Linked DNA regions of Mus musculus: all the other regions are linked to region 1. A link is a contact called in public HiChIP or PLAC-seq data. All regions are on one chromosome and are shown on one strand. The core of a region is the stretch at or near the end of the contact, and the rest is flanking DNA. Distances in the headings are between cores, read along the strand shown. Region 1 overlaps Fmn1 (formin 1). Region 2 overlaps Fmn1 (formin 1). Region 3 overlaps Scg5 (secretogranin V).

The links. HiChIP or PLAC-seq counts read pairs in DNA pulled down with a chosen protein or histone mark.
Region 2: a FOXA1 HiChIP or PLAC-seq map of pancreatic cancer cells shows a contact between it and region 1. The contact joins two enhancer-like sites. A contact is called at or near these places in 2 of 115 datasets of contacts at active chromatin or transcription factors (the NIH/3T3 cell line and pancreatic cancer cells) and 1 of 9 other capture datasets (adipose tissue).
Region 3: a contact with region 1 is called in an H3K27ac HiChIP or PLAC-seq map of the NIH/3T3 cell line, with 5 times the contacts expected there. The contact joins two enhancer-like sites. A contact is called at or near these places in 1 of 39 promoter capture datasets (frontonasal cranial neural crest), 1 of 15 datasets of contacts at CTCF or cohesin (the NIH/3T3 cell line), 2 of 115 datasets of contacts at active chromatin or transcription factors (the NIH/3T3 cell line and pancreatic cancer cells) and 2 of 9 other capture datasets (macrophages and pancreatic islet).

The regions. Positions count from the first base shown.
Region 1 is chr2:113,620,089-113,623,774 of GRCm38.p6, reverse strand. All of the region lies in intron 15 of Fmn1 (formin 1), which reads right to left. Among named protein-coding and RNA genes, the nearest start is that of 4930533B01Rik, 87 kb to the left of the region's middle. Within about 2 kb of position 1,939, at least 45 of the 459 cell types and tissues checked have an H3K27ac peak or open chromatin away from gene starts, as enhancers often do. A contact at or near this core is called in the NIH/3T3 cell line and pancreatic cancer cells, where this site is marked.
Region 2 is chr2:113,395,773-113,399,458 of GRCm38.p6, reverse strand. The region is part of intron 2 of Fmn1 (formin 1); the gene reads right to left. Among named protein-coding and RNA genes, the nearest start is that of Gm13963, 5.9 kb to the right of the region's middle. Within about 2 kb of position 1,963, at least 71 of the 459 cell types and tissues checked have an H3K27ac peak or open chromatin away from gene starts, as enhancers often do. A contact at or near this core is called in pancreatic cancer cells, where this site is marked.
Region 3 is chr2:113,819,612-113,823,297 of GRCm38.p6, reverse strand. The region is part of intron 2 of Scg5 (secretogranin V); the gene reads left to right. Among named protein-coding and RNA genes, the nearest start is that of Scg5, 7.6 kb to the left of the region's middle. Within about 2 kb of position 1,812, at least 42 of the 459 cell types and tissues checked have an H3K27ac peak or open chromatin away from gene starts, as enhancers often do. A contact at or near this core is called in the NIH/3T3 cell line and pancreatic cancer cells, where this site is marked.

The DNA of each region.
Region 1 (3,686 bases), core at 690-3,189:
ACAAAGAGGAAAGGATATCAGAAGGCACTATAAACATAGGGGGCTTAGAGTTTTCTTTAAACAAGCTGTTTTCTTTAAACAGCTCACCGTGAAGATACTCGACTGGAGTTTTTTTGTTTGTTTGTTTGTTTTTTGGTTTTTTTGTTTTTGTTTTTTTTTTTTTTTTCTTCCAAGACAGTGCTTCTCTGTATAGCCCTGGCTGTCCTAGAACTCACTTTGTAGACCAGGTTGGCCTTGAACTCAGAAATCAGCCTGCCTCTGCCTCCCCAGTGCTGGGATTAAAGGCGTGCACCACCACACCCGGCTCGACTGGAGATTTTAATTGAAGTAAAGGAGCAGACCATGAAAGAGCTTGAGAGTGGGAATCCAGGGTATTACTCAGAACATGTTAAGCTTGAAATGATAACTAGACACTCATGTTGTATATAAAAGCATGCACTCGAGGACACATGACTGAGACAGAAATACACCAGGGAGTCATTGACATAAAATTGGTATTTAAAGCCACAGCAATAGATGGGTTGCCAAGGAGGGACCATAGCCAGAGAAGAGAGGGCTTCAGCACACAGCCTGGGGCATGCAGACACTGCAGGAGAGGCCAGCTGGGAGGAAAAATGAGAAACGAGGAATGCAGAATTATCCAATGCAAGAGGAAAGCAGTACAGCGGGAAGGGCAAAGTGTACACCAGCCCTATACAGTTCTGTCCATCAAAGAAAATGGACAGGGAGGTGACTGGTGAATCTGCCGCCATGGGAGTCACTGACAACATCACAATGTTCACTGCTAAGTGGGGGCGGGGAGTGGTATGCTGAGATGGAGACCGGTAGGCTAGGCAGAGACCCACTCTGTAGCCATGTATGTATAGTTAAGTTTTAATATGTGTGTGAAATTAAGATGGAGAAAGAATGGCTAAAGCACAGGTGGGCCAAGGAGAGTTTGTTTTCAGGTGACATGAAAAACCTGCCATAGGCCACATGCTTGAACACTGCCTTCAGCTAGTGGTGCTGTTTTGGAAGGCTGTAGAACAGTAATGAGGTAGCTCTCTGCTGGAAGAGAGAGTCGACTGGGAGAAGAACTTGAGGGTCTGTGTCTAGACCCAGTTCCTGTCCACTATCTGCTTCCTGACTGACCATGAGATGTAAACAGCCAAAGTTGAGATTTTTGTGACCATGCACTCCCAGCCATGGTAGGCTATATCCACCTGGAACTGTAAAGCCAAAAGAAATTCTTTCTTGATAGGGACTTCATCAAATTAGATCAGAGAGCACTAGATGGAACAATGGGTAAAAATCTTGCTATGCAACCACAGAGACCTGAGGGATGAAGGAGGCTAGTGACTACTCAGTCTATCTGAAACAAACAAGCTCAAGGTTCAGTGAGAGGCCTTGCCTCAAGAAAAAGAAAAAAAAATGGTTGAGGAAGATGTAAAGTCAACCTCTGGCCTCTGCACATATTTGTACACACACACACACACACACACACACACACACACACACACATACACACACACACACACACACACACATCAGATCAGTTTCTAGTTGCTGAGATGTTTCAGAGATCCTCTTATGGAGTAGGACTCTGTCGAAAGGACCTTCCATTGGGCTGCTCTGATTAAGTACAGAAGGGTCACAGCCCTCTAGGGAGTGGGTGCCTCTTTCTCCAGAGGAATGTTGTATAAAAATAAACCCTCCAGGAATCTCAGGCCTAGGGGAATCCCATGATTCTGATTCACTTCACTGAGGGAGGCTGCTGGAGATCAAATGCACCTTAATGTCCCATGATTGTGAGTATTTTGCATGAAGAAATTTAAGCAGAAGTGACAGGGCTAAGTGAGGACCTGCCAACATGCTTTAGGACTTCTGGAAAGATTTGCGAAGCCGGGCCACCAACTGCAGCCTTTGCACGGCATTGTCTACACTATTCATAGGACCCTCCTATCGGACATCAGAGCTGAGTCACAGTTTCCACTGTGATGATTATGTGGTTATGGGTGCAGCCTTGGTCTGTGAGACATTAGCATGAAAAATATTCATTAATCACCTACCCACGACTAGCCTAAATACAGATGGATTGGGCATGATTTGATTTATAGAGTGTTAAATGATCCAGCCATATACCAAAAAATGTTCCTTGCATAGGTCTTCATGAAAATTGTCATCTTCAGAAGCCTTCATTTGAACTAATGACTGTAATTCTAGCAGGTCTTGTGAGGTATATAAATACATAACTTGAAAGATAAAGCATTATCAAGAAGGATTTGTGACTATGTTGCCATAAATCCATTTGTTTAGAGAAATAAGGATATTTCAAGCAACAGACAGAAAAGCTGGATCAGTCATCCCTGCACCGGGGAGGCTGAGGCTGGAGGATAATGAGCTGCAGGCTAGCCTGGGCTACATAGTAAGTTTTAGCTTAGGCTGGGTTGTGGAATAACACCCTGTCTCCAAAAAAAAGTCTTTGTATGAGAGAGAAAGAGAGAGGGGAAAAAGAGAAGAAAGAAAAGAAGGAGGGAGGGAGGAGGGGAGGGAGGGAGGGAGGGAGGGAGGGAGGGAGGGAGGGAGGAGGGAAAAAAGGAAGGAAGAAAAGAAGGAGGGAAGGAGGGAGGGACAGAAGGAGGGAAGGAAAGAAGGAAGGAGGGAGGGAAAAAAGAGAGGGACAAAGAGAGATTGTGTGTGTGGGGTGTGTGTGTGAGAGAGAGAGAGAGAGAGAAAGAGAGAGAGAGAGAGAATGGAAAACAAATGGCAATTCAGCAAGGCCAACTTCCAGATTGACTCTAAGCCATGTGTGGCAGGAGCTAAGCATGACATTACTAGGCTTCTACAGGGAAGGAAATTCATCTTGGAGAAGACCAACAGTTAGCTTCTCAAAAGTACTATAAAGGTAACAGACACATGTGCAGAAAATTAAAATAACAATATAAACCTACTAGTGGAAAACTCTTCCATGGTACCATGGCGAGAACGGAGCCGGCATTTTCCCTTTCGTTTTTTCTATGTCTAGGTCTCTGTATCACAGCCTTGCTGTCTGTAACAATTGTAACAACACACAGGTTGCCTTTATCCATGAGCTTTTATATACCTACAATTGCCAACATAACATGTATAATTTCTATTAATCTTTCACTTATACTTTCTGACATTCTTTTGTAAAATTCATGAGCATTGTATTTTAGAGTCATAAGAAATTTTCAACTGCACACGCCATCGGTCACTTAGCAGTTCCGCTACAGCTGGGCAGGAAAGCCTTTCTGCAGCAGCCTACAGGGAGTCGGGGGCTAAGCTATGGCTGTCTCCATACAAATGTATTCTGAGTTCAGGTTTGCCTCCTTAGGCTGTAGCAGGCTAAACTACATGAAAAGTGGGAAAACAGTTCTCGGAGTTCTCAAAACATGGTGGCCACATCACTTTTGGTACAGCCAAAGCTTACACTACTGCGAGAGATGACAAGGAGAGTCTTTGAAAACTGTGATTTCCATGCGACTCTGCAGAGGTGGGTGAGCCCCAGAGGCTAGAACTGTGTCTGCCACGGAATACAGCAACTTAAAGTGATTATTCTCTAGAAGGGATAATGGCAAGAAACTTAGTCAAATAGACAATAACTGGTGATCTATAAAAGTTGACAATAAGCATAAGGTTGTTTTTTAAGTCTATTAAATAACCCGCTTTTTTTTTAGAGGGGCATT
Region 2 (3,686 bases), core at 714-3,213, 220 kb after region 1:
ACGAAATACCTTGAAATCCTATGTGCTGCTCTCTGCTGAGGCTTTAATGTGGAACTAGAGGCAACTCAGTGCAGTATATCATCCAGAAAACACACAACATCGCCCAGGCCCGCTTCCGTCATCATGATTTTCAGAGAATTTAAATGGTGGAGTTTCTCTATCCCACTCCTCTGTCTGGAACTGCCTGACACGTCATCAATGACAGTACAGCCAGAGAGGACACGGCACTCGCAGGTGTAGAAGACCAACACCCACTCCAACTTGTATTTGCTCCAAGTGTTCAGCTTAAGAGGGTCCCCTCTTTAAGCCCAAGCTTACTATGCATACACTGGTGCAATTTCCCAAAAGCACTCTTGAAAGGTTTAGTGATAATACATAGAAAGCTCCAGCAGATGGCAGGCTGTGTATAAGTGTCAACTCACATCATTTGGTTAAAATAATTTTGTCTTAAAATCTTATCTTGAAGACGGGTGCCACTGGGAAGGAAGATAGACTCCTCACGAACCATAAGCACTGACTAGGGCAACACAAGTGAAGAGTTACCCAGAGGAAGCATCCAGCCGTGTTTACAAATTGTAATGTCCGGGGTTCAAATATGCAATTCTCAAAATTTGATATCTCAACTGCTGCTTTAAAGGGTGAGTTTTGTATGGTGACCGCTTTGTAGAATCATCCACCATTTGAGTGCTGAAGGCTTCCATACCTCCACACAGAGTTATTTAGTCGCAGATTCATTAATATTAGATGCTTAACTGCCTAACTCCCGAGCAGGGGAAGTGACTTATTTACATAGCCTGTAGGGAAAAAAAAATGCCAAATTGCTTTCTAAACTATCTCTTTTATGGACTCCTTTTTTGTGGTTGAAAGGGATTTTCTTTTAAAAGTCACTAAGTTGAGGCTGCAGTTGCTCAGTGAGATGATGGTAGCGATGTGGACCTTGTAATATAGTTGTGAAAATCTGATGAGATTCAGTGGATGAAAGGGCTCTGCCAGTGACAAAATACTGGGTGAACGAACGTGACACTTAAATAGCCTGCTTCCCACTGCAGGTACCACAGCTGTTGGCTTCAAGGGTTACCCTGGGTCATGTGGAGGCGTCTTCCCATGAGACATGGTTTGTTACTAAGCATCATGTGAGGACACGCGGGAAGTTCTTTTAGATTTCAGAGGAAGAGATAGGCAATAACCAAGGGCACATGATTGTACAGAAAGTGGGATTCCAAGCCTTCATGGACAGGAAAGCGCTAAGCAGACAGGAATCAGAAGAGAATGGTGGACTGGCAATTCAGGAGAACAGGATGCAGTGCAGAAAGGAGAGGAGCCCGGGGCCGAGTGTTTGTGCAGGAAATAGATGTAAGACGGAACTTGGAAAGGAAGGTCAGTGTAGATAGATGAAAAAGACAGGCCATCCTTGTCCACTCTCCATATTACCTCCAAACTTACTGACCAAGTTCCACTGATTTAGTTGAGTGGCCTTAATATTTCTACGTATCCTTCAATAGACCAGGGAGAAAAGGGATGAAGAATTGAGAAACAGGCAGGAAAGAGGAAGCTGTAAAGCTTGGCAACGTGCCCAGAGTGGAACCGACTCAGCCGACAGGAAGAGGAGGCAATAAAAGAGCAGTGTAGGCTGCAGGCAGGTTGGAGCAGAAACCAGGGAAAGAGGGCAGGGAGAGACAAATTACTGTAACAGCTAAATTGCAGGGCCATGAAACTTGAAGGATTCTGGATCCCACTTCCTGGTGAGTCTTCTGGCTTTGAAACCTTGGGAAGGAAAACTGATACTCATAAATAACTACGGCAGGAAAACTGCATACTGGAAGGAGTGTTCGTGTTGATTAAAGGCAAGGGGGTTTCTTGACAAAGAAAGAACTGTGGCTGGCTGGAGCTGCCGAGAATTTGCAAGATGCTATCATGGCTATATGTGGGAGTTAGAGAAAACTACAAGGCAAATGCTGCAGGAAGCCATGAGCACCTGCTGTTATCCAGGCACTGTGTTGGGAGTCTGCTGCTATCCAGGCACTGTGTTGGCAGTCAGAGAGGGGAAAAATGAGACAGGGTCTGGTGGACAATAGCAAGGAGGGGTTTTACATCTTATATCCAACAGAGAAGATAAGGCCAGACCTGCTTCCTTCAGGACCTTTTTCTCAAAAAAGATCAAATCATTATCCAACCACAGATTTCCTTTCCCATTAGTTTTCAGAAGCCATGTTTAATACTACCCAGATTCAGCACGTACCTTAAGGACCTGCAACAAACTAGAGTCTGTCTACACAGAACATCTGTTTCACTGCAGTGTCAAGAAATGGATCAAGAATCCACCTGCCTCTGCCTCCCAAGTGCTGGGATTAAAGGCGTGCACCACCAGAGGCAGGCAGATTTCTGAGTTCAAGGCCAGCCTGGTCTACAGAGTGAGTTCCAGGACAGAGTGAGAAACCCTGTCTCGAAAAACCAAAAAGAAAAAAAAAAAAAAAAAGAAAAGAAAAGGAAAGAAATGGATCAGGACAACAATGGAGCAGGAGGCTGAAGAAATAGCTCAGTTAGTTAGGCGCTTACTGTGCAAGCATTAGACCCTAGATTCAGTCCCTAGAACCACATAGGAATGGCAGCAGTATGCACTTGTAACCTTCATGCTGGGGAACCCCTGGGGCTCTCTGACCATCTAATCTACTTAGGCACTGCAGGCCAAAACATAGACTCTCTCAAGAAACAATGTAGGTAGCAGCAGAAGGTAACATCCACCTCCCTCGCAGACATGCATGCATGCATATGTTCACTATTAATTAAATGAAATCCAAGAACATCTTTCTTCATGAAGTAAAAGCTAAATGAAAAACTTAAAAGAAAAACAAACCAAGGCTTCCAGTGTATTAAAGGGACTTGACCAAAGTTAACCTACAATACAAATATTCTCAAATCACACCCAGCGCCATTCCAACTGAAGTTCCTTCCTGAGATAATAAAACCTCCTCTTTTAGCGATGCTAAATATGACATTTCATTCCATGTAAGTCTAAAGAACTCGTATCAGTACAAGAGAGAGGGGCCTGTAAGGACATGCCTGTGTTTCTGAGGGAGCTCATAGCCTTGGTCACTCAGCAGACAGGCAGGGGTGGGGAGGGAATGGTGAGGAGGAAGAGTAGGAAAAGTCGAGAAAAGAGAATGAATGGGACCGGAAGGGAGGGAAGAAGGAGGGCAAGAGAGACAGAGTCAGATGCACAGGATAAGAAAGCACGCAGATAATAGTAGAAGGCCCGGATCATCAAGAGACAGAGAGAAAGGCCAGTTAGGGTAGAGGAGAAGCAGGGATAAATTAAGAGAAAGAGGAAACAGGAGAGGGTGCAAGAGAAATGGCATGGGGAAGCAGAAAATAAGCAACGTATCCTTCATAAAAGAAGGAGGAAGAGAAAGAGTAGGAAAAGGAGGGAAGGAGGAGGGAGAGGAGGAGGAGAATTGTAATAAGAAAAACAAAAGCAATGCCACAATTCCTAACAAGACACCAATCAACTTATGTTTGCCCATGGCTACTGGTTCTGACTCTGGTCTGCTGATTCCCAAAGGATCGCCACAATTCACTGGCTGTCCATTCATTACTCAGCAGAATCACTGTCTCTAAAAGAAGAATGTGTGTTCATGTGACACTTCAAAGTCCATTTTTTAAAAGCCTCATGGGAGCCACCACAGGCA
Region 3 (3,686 bases), core at 563-3,062, 200 kb before region 1:
ATAATGCGGCCTTGTCTCACAATCACAAATTCCAAGTAGTAGACTCAGTAGCTGTAAAGAAGGTTATGGCACTTCAAAGAATAAGCAGAAATTGTCACTATCCATGACTATTGAACAATATAAAGTATTGGTTCATCCCCCAAATAAATAAGATTTTCTTATGGTATTGTCTTAGCTAGGATTACTGCTGCTGTAATGAAACATGACCAAAAGCAACTGGGGGAAGAAAGGGTTTAGTTAGCTTACACATCTACATTGTAGTCCATCCCTGAAGGAAGTCAGGAATTCAAACAGGGCCTGTACCTGGAGGCAGGAGCTGATGCAGAGACCATGGAAAGATGCTGCTTACTGGCTCACTCCTCATGGCCTACTCAGCCTGCTTTCTTAGAGAACCCAGGACCACCAGCCCAGGGGTAGCCCTGCAATGGGCTGGACCCTCCCTATCAATCACAAATGTTCTACAACCTCATCTTATGGAGGCCTTTGCTCAATTGAGTCTCCCTCCTGTCAGATAACTCCAGCATCTCTCAAGGTGACAGAAAACCAGCAAGCACAGAGGTCAAAGAGGGCCATAGAAAAGCAGCAAAATTAGCAAGGTGAAATTTCATGCCTAGCAGCTGCTAACTTAGAGAAGTCAGTTATTTGGAGCCCAGCTTGTCTTCATCCGCCCAGGTGACTCGGTCTACTGCTCGCAGCTCTTGACCGTCTAGATCAGGCCCCGGCTGAGGTGTTTGATGACAGCCTGCTTCACGCTTCAGGGCTAGCTGACTCTTGACATGGCCGAGAGGCCGGAGAATTCATGGAGGACAGTTGCACCCCCTCCACATTGGGGGTTCAGACTTCAGTATAATTTTTAAGGGGACATAAACACTGAGTGCTTATTCCAGCTAGTGTCCATCTGTGGGTACAGGGCCTGAGCTAGAGCTTCTTGTGAGCTCTGTAGCCTAACTCATTCTTCCGAACACCAAGTCCCAGCTGTGTGCAGCCTTCATGGAGAAGCAGCATTTAAACCATGCGCTCGGCCCATTTCTGTGACCGTAACCTGAATGGAACAAGTGGGGACAGTGAACTTTGCTGCCTCTAAATTCTGATGAGGTTTAAAAAACTCTTATTTTTTTTCTAACCCTTTTTCTCCCACCCCACTTTCCATATTGTTCACACGAGAGTTTGGCAGGTGTCTTAGTCAGGGTTTCTATTCCCGCATGAACCAAGAAGCAAGTTGGGGAGGAAAGGATTTATTCAGCTTGCACTTCCATACTGCTGTTCATCACCAAAGGAAGTCAGGACTGGAACTCAAGCAGGTCAGAAAGCAGGAGCTGTTGCAGAGGCCACGGAGGGATGTTACTTACTGGCTTGCTTCCCCTGGCTTGCTCAGCTTGCTTTCTTATAGAACCAAAGACAACCAGCCCAGAGATGGTCCCACCCACAAGGGGCCCTCCCTGTTTCATCACTAATTGAGAAAATGTCCCACAGCTGGATCTCATGGAGGCACTTCCCCAACTGAAGCTCCTTTCTCTGTGATAACTCCAGCCTGGGTCAAGTTGACACACAAAACCAGCCAGTACAGCAGGGAAAAAAATTAATCTAAGCATAGCATTCCTCCCTTCCCGTCTACTTGTAAGGCACGGCTTCGAAGCTGGCAGCTAAGACTCCTTGCACTTTCCTGAAGTGTGGGCTTAACCCAGGAGGCGTCTTGGTTCCTGGAGAACCTTGGCTCCTGGGGTTTTTTCCTGTCAGGCATTGTCTGTGCAAAGTCCATATCTGTGCAAAGCCCGTGGTGTTTAAACTAGAACTCTGTCTCATGTCACCTGATTCATACCATCTGGAAAAAAAACCCCCGGCAACAAGAAGCACCATGAGTCACCTGGAAAGCCGCAATGAAGGATTTTCCACAGAAAATTGACAAAGTGGATTACGTACACAAAGGGAAGGGAAGAGCAGTAACCCAGTTTTGTGTAACATTTATGGTTCGCAGAGCTGCTTTCCTGTAACTGTCTTATTTGATATAATCATCCTAACGACCGAATCTGTTTATGCTTTCCCGCAGTGGCTTGGGTTTTTTAAGTTTGTTGGCAAGCCAGCTATTTTAGGTCTGAGTACATCTATCCCTGCAGACTTGTATAATCCTGGGCTATTTAGTTGAGAAACGATTATGAGTCTAGGCATTATGGTAAACCACAGGTGATTTTGGTGGCTGGTATTTCAGGGACCTGAGGCTACAGGAAGCGAATGTTCTGACAAGTTTCCCTCTTGGAACAAATTGGTGCAAACATCTTGGTCACCGCAGTCCATAAAGAGTTAGTGAAGCAGGCTGGGTTTAGCAGACCACAGTTAGGCACGGCCTTTAAACCTGAGTGCACACATTGGCCACTGTGCAACGTGTGCCATGTGAGTTTTAGCAGAGGGAGAAGCGTGTGGGGTTTGGGGTGGGGGAGGTGAGAGGAGGATGGTATATATACAGCTAGCAGGGCGTACATTGAGATAGGCTATTCTAGTTCATTCTCAGAGAAGTTACAAGACTACCTGACAGTTTACTTTCCCAGTCTTAAAATGGCGATAAGCTGTCCGGTCCATCTCACAGTGTTGTTGTGACAGCCAAATTAAGGGGGATCAAGGTATTTTGAAAAAGGTAAAAAGTGTTCTAGAGACATGAACACTTTGTTTGCTTGCTTGTTTAGCGATGCCTGGAATCCAGCCCAGGTCATTGCCCTTGCTAGGCAAATGCTTCACCACCGTGCTCCATCTCCATCTCACAAAGCACCGCTGTGCTCTCGACTTCCTCTGTGCTCCCATAGTCATTTCCAGTTACAAACAGCTCAAAGTTGAAAGGTGATCCTATCTTCCCGTTCCCTGTGTCCTGCTGCGCTCGGGCCTGAGACACAGCGCTCCCAGCCGTTGCTTATGAATCCTAGGAGGAATCGGTTTCCCTGGCCTTGTATGTACCCCGTTGGCGGTGACGTAGGAGTTAGGATCACAGGGCTGCAGCGAGGAACAATGCTTCGTGAAGATGAGCGAGCCGCAACTTCCCCTCTCAGACTTGCCCTTCCCTTTTCTTGCTTTTATGACTTTATGACCACTTCAGCAAGAGTTCCAAAAGTGAAACATGTCACAAATGAACATCAGGTGCTGCTGAAAGACCAGTGTGCCGATGAACTAGATAGAAATCTGGCCTGCGTTGGACTGGAAGCAGACTGTCTACTTGCTGGCCTCTCTGGCCATTTACACCAACCAGCATCCCATCAGAGTGCCCATTAATGCATTTCCACTTGTATCCATTCAATAAGTAATTAAATTCTTACGTTGTTCCAGGAACTCTGTCCTTCATAGGTTTCAAAACCAGTATGCACTGCTCTTTCAGAATTTTGTAAACCAATTACAAATCGGGCATTATCGGAACCTCTTTGTGAAGGATCGGCTCCGGCCAGAGGAACATGGCCGTGCTGTGGAATATGAGGGTGGTGGCGGGTTCTGATTGCTGTGTTCCTTTATGCTAGCTGAGGCTCCTGTTGGTCTTTATTCAAGAGCCACTCACAGGAATAGGAAAAGCTAACACACAAGAAAGATATGGAGCTGCGGGCTGTGTTTTTGCTCAGCACCTCACTCCAGTAAAGTGGGCTGGCTAACTGAGGAAGGGCCAAAAGGAGGAACAGGCCCATCTAACATCTCCTATCCTGACCTGCAGCCCT